Linked DNA regions of Gossypium hirsutum: region 2 is linked to region 1. The links are chromatin contacts, called in public Hi-C maps. All regions are on one chromosome and are shown on one strand. Each heading gives the region's core, a stretch centred on a gene start, on an enhancer-like site or on the middle of the called end of the contact. The rest is flanking DNA. Distances are from core to core; before and after follow the strand shown. Region 1 holds the start of LOC107933528. Region 2 has its middle 30 kb from the start of LOC107921793.

What was found. A called contact is a pair of places that touch in the nucleus more often than the background predicts.
Region 2: a Hi-C map of leaf shows a contact between it and region 1, with 2.0 times the contacts expected there. The contact joins the enhancer-like site here to the promoter of LOC107933528 in region 1. A contact is called at or near these places in 6 of 34 Hi-C or Micro-C datasets (callus and leaf).

What each region holds. Positions count from the first base shown.
Region 1 is chrA12:33,202,483-33,210,196 of Gossypium_hirsutum_v2.1, forward strand. It overlaps LOC107933528, which reads right to left and starts at 3,674. Exons shown (of 3, transcript XM_016865791.2): 1 at 3,613-3,674; 2 at 1,421-1,492.
Region 2 is chrA12:33,516,552-33,524,265 of Gossypium_hirsutum_v2.1, forward strand. It overlaps the pseudogene LOC107933599. Among protein-coding and RNA genes, the nearest start is that of LOC107921793, 30 kb to the right of the region's middle. Within about 2 kb of position 4,775, at least 6 of the 9 cell types and tissues checked have an H3K27ac peak or open chromatin away from gene starts, as enhancers often do. A contact at or near this core is called in leaf, where this site is marked.

The DNA.
Region 1 (7,714 bases), core at 2,424-4,923:
TTACTCAAGTATCTCTAGAATTGTTTTTATGTGTCAATCATGTAAGTGGTAGTCTTCTGACTTTGATGCCATGTTATCTTGTCCATGAACCATCATACTTTGATTTTTTTGAATAGTCCTAATAAAAGATGTAATAAGATAATTTTGGATATTGCATGAAGCATGTGGAAATTAATTAGTACTTTCTAGAGGATTTATCACTTCAGGTGATAATAACGAGACATATTTCAATTGTTTTTTGCTCAATTAGGTGATGTCTTTCAACAAAGAATGATAAATTCAAAATGTTAAGAACAATCCAGAATTCACAAAGGAAACTAAGAACCACATCAAAGAAATATGGTAAAAGAATGAATTATATTGATAGACTAAGCACTAAAAGGTTATGTTGAGATTACTGAATTATATTGATAGACTAAGCACTAATAGGTTATGTTGAGATTACCTTGACTCTTCAATATGCAAGAGATCCTAATGCATTGCTAATACATCCCCTAACCTATAAGAACAAATTAATTTCCTTTTTTATAGTTTGAAATATAATTTATATTCAGTGTTAGCATACTGGAAGTCCAATGGGCCACATAATAAGTAACATTCCTGAAATTAGAACCAAGATTTGAATTAACTTTGACTTAATTGATTAAATCTTAAATAAAGAGAAACTTGATTGAAGCTTATGAGGGTTGCAAAAGTTGCATTTAGAAGTAATTAAGATTGTAATTTACGCAAGGACACAAAACTTTGCTTAAGGCGAACCATAAAGTATGATTTGAAGCTTTTGCTACACCCACAACCATGCTCTAGCTTTTCTTTATTTTCCCACACAACCAAAAGGAAAAGGAAAAAATTTTTCCGTTGTGAGTTTATGTCAAGGAGAAAGAGAAGTGTTTTAGCATCTTTTATTTATGAAACAAACTGGCCACTAGTTTATTATCCCACCTTCAGAAGGTTGCTATGTTGATAATGTGGAGCCCAAACAATTGAGTAGCTATAACCAGGAGATGTCTCTTTGTGTTCAAGGATTCGAGTGCTGATTAGAACTCCAGATCACTACATCTAAGTTCTAAATATGGTTCTTTGGCAACTTGAAACTTTTTTCGGTAGATGGTACAAGGTTTGGCCACCTTTTGCTTGTTTATAAGTATTTCTAATGTGCTTTATTTTTATGATTTTCTAGATATTTTGACTGCATATGAGGCTGGCTGAAACTTGCAGTACAGACTGATTCATCCACAACGTGCCCAGTCTGACATTTTTACTAATGAACTTTTAAATGAAAGAACAGCATAATATACACATCTAAGCCATGCCTAAAACCATAAGTTCATAATGCACAGTGACAATTGAGCAAGACAACATAGCACATAATTTTTACAACTCGAGAGAAAATCAAATAAAAGGAAGCTGTGGAACTAACCAGAGTTGGATTTTCTGAAACTTCCATCTAAGCTCTGCCCCGGAGAAGAGTCTAAATCATTTCGCACAAAACCTGACCCATATTATTTGTTAGAGTTCGCATTAATCCCAGATTTCTAGTTTTGCAGTGGAGTATGTTTGAGAAGAACAAAAAGTTAAATACTAAAATATAAAGGAAAACATGCTGGATGCCCAAAGAGATCGAAAAGGAGAAAGGAAAAAATCATCTAAAGCTTGATTTCTACTTTCAAAATCAAGGAAGTACAAAAGGAAAAATTCCAAGAATTTGATAAGGGTAAAAATGAAGCATTATATTTACTTTGCAGAAACAAGGAAAGTAACAAGTGAAATTAACAACATAAATCATGCCTGATATTAAGATTTGCAAGCAATATCAAGTTAATTAGATCTGATGGATGTATTTCCTATATTAATATTTTCTATTGTGTGAAACATGACATGCTAATGCAACTTTCTGTCATAGTCAAGTTTCTTTTCTAGGAGTAAATTTATTCCTTGCCCTGAACTTAAGCAAAAACAAGATTGCAGGAATTATAGACAACATAGTAATCAAGGACCATTACATGTACTTGTTCGTATTTGATCAAGGATCATACTGATATATCATTTTCTAGTTCTATGAGAAATTGTTGTAATGGTTCTAGTAAAATGTCTGCAGATCCACAACTGGGCATATGGTACAAAAATGAAAATAATATAGGCTTAACTTGATATCACAAAGAAAAATTTAGTAAATTTGTAACCTACTAGTTGTTAGCAAATGGATGTTAAAATTACATACGGACCAGATGCAAACTTTCTGAAACTTCCATTTACACTTTGCTCAGGGGACGACACCAAATCACTTTGTTGAGAGCCTGAGTCAATTCATGCACTCATAAGATAATTCTGTGGCAATCTAGATGTCAAAGCACTGGTCGTAAAAGGTGAGATTTTGGAGAAGTTTTATTGAGATTTCAGATTAGTTCTGGGGGTTTAACTTGAGAATACTTGCTCCACATCAGGCACACACAATCAGCAGTATCCATTAGAGATATTAGTTGAGGAATATGAGGTAAAAAACAACAGTGATTTTAATGAGATGCCTTCAGGAGCAGACTTTTTTGTATTCTAAAAATAATGTCTCAGAGTAGAGAGAAAACTTCTGAACAGGCTTCTAATGGAAAATTTAGAAAGACCAACCAGGAGCTGAACATATCCTCAAGGAATTAGAATACAAAATATAGAGAAATAAATGGAAAATGCTTATAGAATCAATTATGTCACCATTAATGACAATGACTCATTACATGTTTGAGGTAAGCAATTCAACAATAACACGAATTATTGCATACAATTCATAGTTCCCCGTTGATATAAATGTATACATATTTGATTTGTGGAATTTAAGTGACAGCAGGTGCATAAAACAATGGGAATAACCAATCTAATCTCATATCAACAATATACAAAAAGTTCATTTCTAGCAAACAATTGAAGCAAACAAGAGTCCTTGGAGCCAAATGCTGCTCATTAGAAACTTTTATAACACATTTTTAACAATTAGAAAGCAATCAGTACATCAGATTCATAGTAATTCACTCCAATCGAACAAATTAGGTTGAAATACGGACAACATAACAAAATAAATCAAAGGAAAAGGCAGACAAGAATCATACGCAGTAAAAAAAAAACATATGAGAACAACTGATCTGTTGAATACTAAACAGCTAAAACCTAATATTTCCGTAATTAATTTATAACCCGCAAAAAGAGGAAGAGATTAAGGGAGACAATATTGTGAAAGAAAAGACTCACCAAACTTCATAGTAAAATATTGAGCAGAGAATACGTAAAATGGAGAAATGTGAGATGCAATATCGTTGGAGAGTCAAAAGCTCGCATTATTCAGTGTAAATGCGGCAATGTGAGACTGTGATCATTCGAACCATTAAGCATAAAAAGGAAAAAGAAAAAAACATAATGTGGAGCAATAATGAGTAATGAGAGCGAGATCTTGATGCTTTCCTTCCGCCATAAAACATTTTTCAACCAAAAAAAATGAAATAGGTGCTTTATACTTTGCAATAAGTGATTGTGAAGATGGAGATAATATATAAAGGATTTGAAAATGTTAAAGACCAAAAGAGAAAATGAAACTGAAACTGGGACATGAGATAGCAAAGAACTTACAAGAAGACAAGAAATATTCCGAGCAGGCTCATAGAGAGGGAAAAAGAAAAAAAGAAAAGAAAAAAGCTGAGGAATGACAGAGTATTACTGGTTCATGTTTGTTGTCCCCACTCATCCAATTGACTGCTGGGTCCCACTCACGTGATTTTTTACATCCTTCAATTCCTATGCTGCTGCTCTCTTTCTCGAAAAGAATTATTATATTTGCATGCGCTTTAAAAAAATAAGATAAAAAAATAAAATAATCTTAAAATAATACAACTAAAAAAATATTTATAAAAATGGTACATTTCAGGGTGGTGCCACATATGGCTGTGGCGTGAATATTTTTGCTTCGATAATTTTTATCATTTTTTGTTAAAAAAAAGGTTAAAAATAAAAAAAACTAAAAATTTGAAAAAAAAAAAAATTTGCCTGACAGCACCGGTCACGCCTAGGGGAGAGGCGGCACCGGTCACGCCTTCCCCATAGGCGACACCAGTGCTGCTGCCATGGAAGAAGAAGAAGAAAAAGAAGAAGAGGACGGCGGGAAAGGAAAGAAAGAAAAAAAAGGAAGAAGAGGGAGGGAAGGAAAAAGAAAAATAAGGAAAAAAATAATAGAAAGGAAAGTTTAGGGTTTAAGAAAGAATAATTAAACCCGTGTTTTAATTGCTGTAATTTTTTTTCTTTTCTGTTTTTTTACAAGAATAATTAAAGTGTTAAAAATATAAATTTTTTTGTTATAAAATTTAATTTGTTTTTATTATTATTGTTGATTTAATTTGAATTTAATTTTTAATTTTTAATTTTTAATTTTTAATTTTTAATTTTATTTTTATAAGGTATTATTTGGTTAAAAAGAGTTATTAAGGTATGTTTGTATTTATTTTATATTTTTATTGATTTATAATTTATTTTTAATATTTATTGGAGTAAAAAAACCTATTTATGTTATGTACAAGGAATGTTTTATTTTTATGTAATTTATTTGTTATGTGTGTTTTAGATTGATTGGTATATTTTTTATGTAACTTAAATTACTTGGCATGTTATAATTATCTGTTGTAATTAATCATTACAAATTGGTTACTTATCTTGTACAATTAACTTGCAAAATATTACACTATACTAAATTATGAGTTAAAAAATTATATCAACTTTTAAAATAACATAAAAAAATTATACCGACATTTAAAATAACAATACATACAATTATACATATAATATTTCTATTGAATAAACTAAGAGAAAAAAATTACAAATTTATAAACTTAAATATTTACAGATAATAATATTTCTATGTTATTTGTATATGTAAATATTTAAGTTTATAAATTTGTAATATTTCTATAATAATATTTCTTTATTATTTGTATATATAAATTAAATTTTATAACAAAAAAATTACCTTTTAAAAATTTTAATTATTCTTCCCTAAACCCTAAACTTTCCTTTCTATTTATTTTTTTTCCTTATTTTTCTCTTTCCTTCCCTATCGCTTCTTTCTTTTTTCTTTTTTTCTTTTCTTCTTTTCTTTTCCGCTGCCCTTTTCTTCTTCTTCTTCCATGGCAGCAGCACTGGTGCCGCTTATGAGGAAGGCATGACTGGTGCCGTCTCTCCCCTAAGCGTGACCCACTGTCAGGCAAATCCCTTTTTTTTTAGATTTTTGTTTTTTTCGTTTTTAAGCTTTTTTTAACAGAAAATGACAGAAGTTGTCGGAGCCAAGGTGGTCACGCCACTACCATAGGCGGCACCACCCTAAAATGTACCATTTTCGTAAATACTTTTTTAGTTGTATTATTTTAGTATTATTTTATTTTTTATCTTATTTTTGTAAAAAACCCGCTTTAAAGTAAATAAATGAGCCTAAATTAGACAAGAGCTCGTCTCAAAAGTCAGAGTGTTTTAATAAGAATATAAATCCAAAAAATGGTTAGACAAAAAAAAAGTTTATTTAAAAATTAGTTTGGATTTTGGGTAAAGGTTTTTTATTAGAGTTTTGTCCTGGATATGTAAAAAGTTGCTATTTTCCTGTTGGTTTTCCATTATTTTATTGTTATATTTTATTATTATGTTACTTCTATTTTGTTATTATTGTTTAGATATTGTATAACTCTTATTTTATTATTAATTTTGTTACTCTTTATAGGCATTTACTTGTTAAGTTGCACCTATCTTAATGTTTACTTGTTAAGTTGCACCTATCTTAATGTTATTTAAGTATAAAGTTGCACCTACCTTGTGTGAAATTGGCATTGTAGGTCAAAACATATGATGGCATAGTGAGGAATACAAAGTGGCTTGGAAGATTGGACAAAAAGAACCCTTGTCGGGACAATGAGTTTACTGACTTGGTCATAGAGACCTCGTGTCTGGCATTGTCGGGACCATGAAAACAATCTTGTCGTGATAAGATGCCCACTAACTTGGCTATGAAGTTTGGAGGATCTATGTCTTGTTGCGATCACAAAAAACACCTTAATGTGACACCACTCTCTTTGTTTAAAGACATGAAATAGACCATGTAACAGCCCGATTTACGGCCTAGTCAGAATAGTGGTCTCGGAACCATAAATTCAGAGTCAAATAAATTATTTTATTATTATTTTTGAGTCATTGCATGTTTAATATAGTGCATGAAAATTTTGATGGAGAAATTTTAACATTTGCGAGCCTAATTGCAAAAAATGACTAAATCGCATAAAATACAAAAGTCCTAAATTGATAGTTAAAGGTGTCAAATAGCTAGAGAAGAAAAATTGGGGGTCTTTAAAGGGTAATTAGACCCTATTATGATAGCATAGTTGGCCATGAGAAAAAGATGAGACAATTTTCAAGGTTAGGTGGAATTGGGTAGCTTATTTGACTAAAAAGGAAATAAAATAAAGAAAGATGATATTATCCCTTTTCCATCTTTCTCAACTGATTTTCAACCATTGTTGGGGGTTTTTGAACTTCAAAATTTTCAGCAACTTATCATCCTTATAAGTAAGTGATTTTCATACCTTTTGTTGATGTTTTTTGCATTTTTTAGACCCTTAAAGCATGAGCTTTCAAATCAGGGGTATATGTTGCAAAATGATTAAGAGTTTAGGGTTTTACCATGAGAGAATATAGGGTGTTTTCTGAAATTTTATGGAAGAATATTAGTTTTAGTTGTGTAATAGACAACTTTTGTGAAAGGTATTAGCATGAAAACACCTAAAATGACTATTTTGCACAAGTTGTAAAATAGTTAATAAATGTGTGAAATAGAAAGAATTTAGAGTTACTATAAGAGTAAAAAGAGGCCATCTAGACTTAAGATGCAAAGAAATTCGATAAAAAATAATTTTTGAGCATAGGGGTAAAATAGTCATTTTGCCAAAGTCTAGGGGCAAAACGGTCATTTTACCGAAGATATGAATTTTTAATTGCTTAATTTTATTTAGTGATTAAATGAGTGTGTTATGCTATTTTAGATCAAGAATTGTCAAATCCGAACCTAGACCGGGGGAAAGCTATGCAAATCAACTAAACCGACTAGTCGTGTATATTTTGTAATCTGAGGTAAGTTGTATGTAAATATTACAACTACATTGCTATTATATATGCTCGAATTATTATAGCATGAATTGCTTGACTGTGGAATTGAGAATGTTTAATGACAATCGAGATAGTAGAATTCCCGTTAGAACCTTAGGAAGTGCCTCGGATATTCATACCATGGCATTTGAGTCATTTGTGTGTGGGCTAATGTAATACATGTCTAGGACATGCATCGGCCACATTATAAGAGCTAATTTAAGACCATGTCTGGGACATGGCATCGACATTGAGACGAAAGCTAGTGTAAGACATGTTTGGGACATGCATCGGCCTCGAGACGTAAGCCAGTGTAAGACATGTCTGGGATATGCATTGGCTACGAGATGATAGTCAGTGTAAGACCATGTCTGGGACATGGCATCAGCTTGAGATATGAGCTTGTGTAAGACCGTGTCTGGGACATGGCATCGGTACCTTACCCACGTTTGAGGCTTAATGAATATCCGGTAGTATTCCGAATGGTTCAATGGTGAAAGTTATGTTCTTACATTAACGAGGAAAGTATAACCGTGTTGTGAGTGGTACAGGTACCTAA
Region 2 (7,714 bases), core at 3,525-6,024, 320 kb after region 1:
CTGTAACTACCGCAATATAGCCCAGTGAAGTTCGTTCGATTTAAAATTTAATATATAATATCTAATAAATTATTATTGTATTAGTAGATGTTAAACTACTATAATGATGATATGAAATTGTTTGGGAAATATGATTTAAAATGTTATTCTTAAGCCGAATAAACGTTTGATAGAGTACAATTGGTAATGCAAATGGATTATATTGCGTGTTATACGAGATTGGTAGAGATGAGGTTGTTACATGATTTATAGTTATTTCCTGAGTATACAGGGTTCAGCATTTGTTGTGAACAATCGTGTTATACTATTCTGATACTGGCGTGTTAAGGGGGCAAATGTATAGCCTACGGCCTGGGCATTTGGTGTCGAAGCGTGTTTTCGATTGGACTAGCTCTTATGAGCATTTGGCATGTTCCGGCTGGTTTACCTATGTACTCATATCCACATAACGTTTACCGAGCAATAATTATCGTATTGAAGTATTGTATTGAATTTTTGGATGGTCCTGTATTGTTCATGAATTCTTGGTAGTAACTTATTTTGAATATGATAAACCTCTTATGAAATTATTAAATGAAGTTTGTATTTAAAGTGTATAAACTCACTAGATATGAATTGTGTCTGACAGGAAATATTGACCATTAAGTTTTAATAGTTTAAATTATCATGTTTAGTTCGGTAAGATTTACCGTTTTTATCTGTCAAACTTACTAAGCATATAAGCTTACTTGTATTACTTGTTTTCTTCTTGTAGATATCATTTTGCGAAACGGGCGATCGGATAAACCTTCGAGTCACACTATCAAGTTGAATTTGGTAGTTTTTGGATGTTTATTTTGGCTTATATGGCATGTAATACGTTTAAGATGCAAATGTTTTGAGATTTGGCATGTATATATGATGTGGCCTATCATAAGTGTGGTTGCTTGTAAGATTAAGATGTGAATGACATGGTAATGTTATGTGTTCACTTGTATTGTGGTTAACTTGTAATCTTTTTGCATTGTTAATGTTTGGATAAAAAATTTGGTATGTTTAAAATGGGTAGAAATGTGTACAATTGTGCTAGGTGTGAGTTAATGTTATATATTTGTGGCATGAAAGTATACCTTTTGTCTTAAATTGTTTTGATTTGATTTGAGGTGCCTTTGAATGGCATATTGGTTAAAAGATTTAGGTTGTTTGAATTGATATGTTTTTTAATGTTTAAAGTGTTCTTAAGTCAATTAAATGCAATATCAATTGGGGTAACTTGTTTGGAAAGTTTATGTTTTGAAATGGCTTGTTTTGGGGGAATTTCATTTATTTATTTTATTTTAGTTAAACATTTATTAATATAATGACTTGATGTTACTTGTTAGGAACTGTCAACGTGTTGTAGCATCCTGTAACCCTAATCCGACGACGATGGTAGGTGAAGGGTGTTACAGGGGTGCTCTGAAAGAGGAAGATCGAATGGAGGAGTTTAGGAAAGCTTTAGAGGAATGTCAATTAGAGGACATTGGCTACTCCATCCAAGTTTCACTTGGGAAAGGGGAAATTTTGCCGAAAAAAAACATTAGAGAAATACTTGATCAAGGTGTGGCGATGGTTGATTGGGTGCATATTTTCCCAAAGGTTTCCTTGCAGCATTTACCACATTCATTCTCTGACCTTTTCCCTTTTGTTCATTCAAATCAACAAAAAAGACTATAGGAAGACAAAAAAGCAATTCAGGTTTGAGGAGTGGTGGAGCATGGAAGATTCATATGAGCCAGAAATTAAATGGCTATGAGTAACTAGCTCGAGGGATCTGGTGGAAAGGCTTGCAAATATGATTTCAGGGATGTTGGCTTGGGCTAAAAGGGTAAAATTAAAAATAGGGGATCTAACGAAGAAGCTTAATAGAAGGCTTGAGGAGTGAGACAATTAAAAGAGAACAGACGAAACATTAGTAAAATTTATCAATGTTAAGTAGCACTTAAACTTGAAAGCGGAGAAAGAAGAGAAGTATTGGAAACAGTGGGTGAAGGTAAGTTGGTTGAAAATGGGAAACTGGAATACATCTTTTTTGCACAATTTTGCATCCCAAAGGCATTGGGCTAACCAGGTTAGTGGACTACAAAATGGGGAATGCATATTGGTTATGGAACATTTCGAGATGGAAAGGGTGGCAAGAAATTATTTCATTGATCTTTTTTCAACCAGAGGAATTGGAAATCTAAATCACCTTTTATCGAGGATGGCAACGTGCGTAACAGATAGTATGAATCAGGAGTTGATGGCCGAATACAAAGGCAAGGAATTTTTTGAAGCTTTGAAGACAATGGGCCCAACGAAAGCATCAAGGGCAGATGGCTTCCAGCCTTGTTTTTTCAAAAATACTGACACAAAATTGGACAGGATGTTTACGTATTTTGTCTTAACATACTTAATGGTGGTAAGCCTCTGGAGACTATTAATCTAACTAATATAATGCTTATCCCAAAATAGATCATCCTACGAATTTAAAGAATTTCAAACCTATAAGCCTTTGTATGGTGTTGTATGAAGTTATTGCAAAAATCATTGTAAATAGACTACAAAAGGTGCTTGAGACTTGCATTGACAAAACACAAAGAGCTTTTATGCCTGGCAAACTAATTACAAACAATGTACTCCTAACTTACGAAGTTTTACATGCTTTTAAACAAAAGAGAACAAAAAGAACAGGCTACTTGACTTTAAAGTTGGATATGAGCAAAGCTTGCAATCGGGTGGAATGGTCGTTTATTCAAAGTATGATGTTGAAAATGGGATTCATGAGGCCTTGGGTGGAATTCATAATGCAATGCATCAACTCGGTACAATACTCATTCATTTTGAAAAGCAAATTCGATAAAAACTTTAAGCTAACTAAGGGATTAAGACAAAGAGACCCATTGAGTCCATATTTGTTTTTTATTTTGTAGCGAAGGGCTTTCAACCCTAATGAGACGAACATGGCAAGATGAACTGCCGAAGGGTGCGCAAGTGTGCCGAAGGGGACCTCAAATATCTCATCTGATGTTTGCAAATAATTGCATTTTATTCTAGGCGAGCAATAAAGGAGCAAACATTATCAAAAACATTCTTAATGAATATGAACCAAGTTCGAGACAGTGTGTCAACTTTGACAAATCTACTACTTTATTATTCAAATGTATCGGATTAGGATAAACTAATTGTTTCTCAAACACTTAATTTTAGGGTGTCAATGGATCCAAAAAAATTTTGAGCTTGCCAGCCATAGTGGGGAAAGGCAAACGACATGTTTTTCAGGACTTGAAGGACCAAATGAGAAATAAGATAAGTGGTTGGAGTATTAGGCACCTCTCACGAGGTAAGAAAGTTTTCATAAAAGCCATTTTGCGATCCCTACGTATTTTATGTTACCGAAATCACTATGCACGGAACTGGAGAGTACTATTGAGACCATTTGGTGGGAAAAATGTCACAGTAGATTAGGGATTCACTGGTGTAAATAGAGGCACTTGTGCGAACTTAAAGAAAACGGATGCATGGGTTTTAGATGTTTAGCAAAGTTTAATTTGGCATTACTTGCGAAGTAGGGGTGGCATCTGATTTGCTATTCGAATTTGTTGCTCGCTTGATCATTAAAAGCTAAATATTTTCCAGATACGAAATTTCTAAGTTTAGAGTTTAGGGAATCTGTCTTCGTATACTTGGAAAAGTGTGTGGGCAGCTAAGGGTCTTCTTGCGACGGGTTGTGCTGGAAAATAGGCAAGGGCACTGCAGTAAGGGAAGATGCCTTGATACCTGGGAGTGTAGATTACAAAATTTAGAATGGAGTTAGTAATCTATCCATTCAAACAGTGGCAGATTTGATAGACCCAACTGCAAGAAAATGGAGAGAAGAGTTAGTTTGGACTACCTTGATGGGATGCACAGAGGATTTTGTGTATTCCCTTGGCAAAAGTTCCCCAGGAAGACCACCTAGTATGGTAAGGAGAGTCGATCGGCGAATACACTGTTCCTAGTGCTTACAGAATACTCTTACAAGGAATACAAGGAGCTAATCCTACTCTGAATCGACAAACCCGTTCCTCGCTTTACAAAAAATTATGGCTACTGGAATTGCCCAACAAATCAAAATAACAAACTGGAGAACATCCCAAAACTTTTTGCCTATTTTTGCTAATCTACATTATAGAAGACTAACTGGATCTGCAGGCTGCCCAAAATGTCCGGATGGTGTCCAAACGGTGGAGCAAGTTTTCCGGGATTGTCAGAAAGCAAAAGAGATCTGGCAGCAGCTGAATATCACGCGGACGGCGGTGGCATCAGATATGAGCTTCAAAGACTGGATGGCCCTTTTTTTTTAAACTAATTCCAGACACCAATGTAGAATCTTTGGTGGCGCAATTTGGGCGATTTGAACTGGGAGGAACAAGCTTCTGCTCGAGGGCAAGAAGAAAATAGCATTAGATGTGGCAAACTTTGTAAGAGATTATCTGAAAGAATGAGATGGGATGAGTCAGAAAACCCCTGTCAAGACAGGAGAGCCAATACAGTGGAGGCCACAGAGCGGGCAGGCTGTAAAGATTAATTTTGATGTGGCTTTCAGTAAGCATAGAAACAGATCGTGCTCAGGAATTGTTATTAGAGAGTGAAACGGTACGGTGCTATGTCAAAAAATTTCTTTGCATAAAAACATACCTTCTCCATTTGCGGCCGAAGCGATGGCGTGCTTGCAGGCGGCCAAGTTGGGGCTGGACCTGGGGATATTGACGGCGGAGATCGAGGGGATGTCTTATCCGTGGTACGGCAATTGCAAAATAACAGAATCGAAAGATATCGAGAACACCAAATCTACCTGTGTCGGGTACCAGTCCTGTGTTTTCAGGCATATGCCGAGACAGGCGAACGGATCTGCACCGATGCACGGCGGTTTTCAAGAGAAAAGGAAGGTATATCAGATGTTTGGGATAGGGCCGGTGCCTCTTCGTTTGGCTGGGTTTCCATTTTTTTAATTAATGTTTTCTTTTAACATCTGTTTGGCTTCTCAAGGGCCGAATATTGATTATTTATTTAATAAAAATCCACCCGTTGTTTAAGACTGATTTCATGAAAATAAAAATGATTTGTTATTTTTATATTCAAAAAAATTTATTCAATTAAAAATAGATTTCTTTTTCCTGAAAACATAAAAATCCGTCTAATATTAATTAAACATCTGTAGATGCTATAAAATTACTAATGGCAAACAATATTGCTGATAACATGATGCAATTATCCCGAATTCAACCTTGTTCTCTTTTAAGTACTATAATAATGTAAAGCTACAGAAATTTCCTATTATAATTTACAGTAACAGTACTAGATTCTGAACACACAAGCTTTAACATTTAAAAGAAAAAAAGCTACAACTTCCTCTATCATTTCCCCAAATTCAGCCTTGAGGAGCATTTTCCTTCAGCATTTAAGACACCCATTGATGCAAATTCCATTACCAGAACTTCTCAGCTCAACTCCTCCTGCACCACTATTGGTGGTGCGTTTGGCTTGGGTCGGAGGCGGCAGGATTCAGGCCTTCTTTCCCCATTTGTTGCACTTCAAGTGGAGATAGTATCTTGATATACCACACGTTGTTCACGAATTCCCTGATTATCACAAAAGCATTCGATGAAAAAAATAATAATCCACCAAAACCACATCTTGAGAAATCTAACATTTTCATCACTGAACCCATCCACCATTCTATTTTACAATAGAGCCAAGCTAGAGAAGTTGGGAGCTTGAACATGCAACATGCTGTCAGGAATATAAAATCATATGGGAAAAAGAATTCCAGAACATCTAAAGATGAGGTTGTCATCATAAAGAAACTGAAAAATCTCAATGTCCTAGAGATTTATAATCCCCTAGTATTTTAGATTGGTTATTTAACTCATTTATCAATCTTGATTAACTTCTCAAAGATTAATAAATTGTATGGCCTTCACAACTTTAACCTCTACAATAAGCCTTCACTTCCATACAACCCTTTCATTTGTTTGAATCTGTTGTGTATCAACAAATATATTGCACATACGAAACAAATCGTTTGTCCATTCAATTTCACTAGACACTTGCATAATAGATTCTTTTACAACCCTTTGATCCTCTTAACCTTTTCAATTTCTGTTCCTTGAATGATTGTTTGATCCTCAGTAGTGATGTCAACGGAGCAGGGCGGATTTTTTCTGGCCCCGAGCCGACATACTGGATGTAACCCGAAAACTGGCCCCAACTTCAAAACAACTTAACACTCCTGAACCCGACCCTACCCCACCTTGATTTGTCAGAAGTTATTTTTTTTTAAATATTAAAACAACATTTTTTTAGTTAACAAAGCAATTGCAAAACACGGTTAAAGCATCATAAAAAACGAGAGGTAGGAACATTACAGTAATAGAACTACAATAAAATATTTCTGAAAGCTATAACTTGCACATTCTAACTAAATACCATTGCAAAATAATTTGCAGTACTTCTAGTCTTGTAGAAAATAACTTCATGACGTACAAATGAATATTTTAGAATTATTGCACCCCCACCCCCTTTTTTTTTCCTTCTCCTGTGATGGCTCCATCTTCCCTTCGTAGATTCAAGGCACAAACGCATCTTTAAAAGTTCTATATTCATTTTACAAAAAAAAAAAAAGGTTCTAGTTAAACTTTCTCTATAACCACTTCCATCTGTCTGCCAAAATTTTCAATGTTAGAAAAGTGGACTGTTATACACCTGTAACATCTAAAACACCTTTAACAACATTTGAGATTCAAATTATATTTGGATTTTTTTTAATTTTTAAATTAAAAACTATAATATATTAATTAGTGAGATTTAGATCGTACCTTTAATAAAATATTACTAATGTAATTACATTTAATAAAAATTATTTTCATTTAATAATATGATTAATATATTTTATATATAAATTTTAAACATTTTATTGAAATAATATCTTTAATTAAAATTTATTATTTTTATTGCAATTAAAAATAGAACTAATTTTACTAAAATTTGAGACGAGGTTGTTAGAAAGAACTAATTCAGTAAAGAGTATACTTTATACTTTATGGTTGTTATAGATGAAAAGCTATTATAGAAGGTAAAAATAAAACATAAAAAATCAATTTTACAACAAATTTGGCTGTTAGAATGAAATGTTGTTATAGAGGGTGACCATTATAGATAGAGCTTAAGTTCTTTTTTCTCTAGATAAAAAAATTCTATATTCTTAGAAACCAAGAGTGGATGACTTTCACCAGTGTTTCAGATCTTTATAACAGTTGGGCCATGATAATAATAGCCTACAAACATTCCAAGTAACCCCAAATACTTGCAAACCAAAATGACAATTCAATGACTTCCACTTTCAGCAGACCCTCCTAATGTAGACAGCATGTATGCAATAAAAGATTAAAACCAGGATGCGTGAATCCTATGTCCTTTTTTGTCTGGTTAATTGATTGGGCTTACATAGGTGGTAGAATCAAGTTGACTTTCAAGTATAAGGAAATTTTATTTTCAGTAAGTTGTGTTTTGACATGACTTATATACAGGTTTTAATGCCTATGTTTAAGGTTTAGTTAGTTTCAAAACCCAACTTAAGCAGCTAACAGTTATGAGAGCTTGCACTTCTTCATAATCTCTGTCTATAAAATAAATACAGACCTCATGCAGCATCTTTAAGCTTGCACTTTCCTAA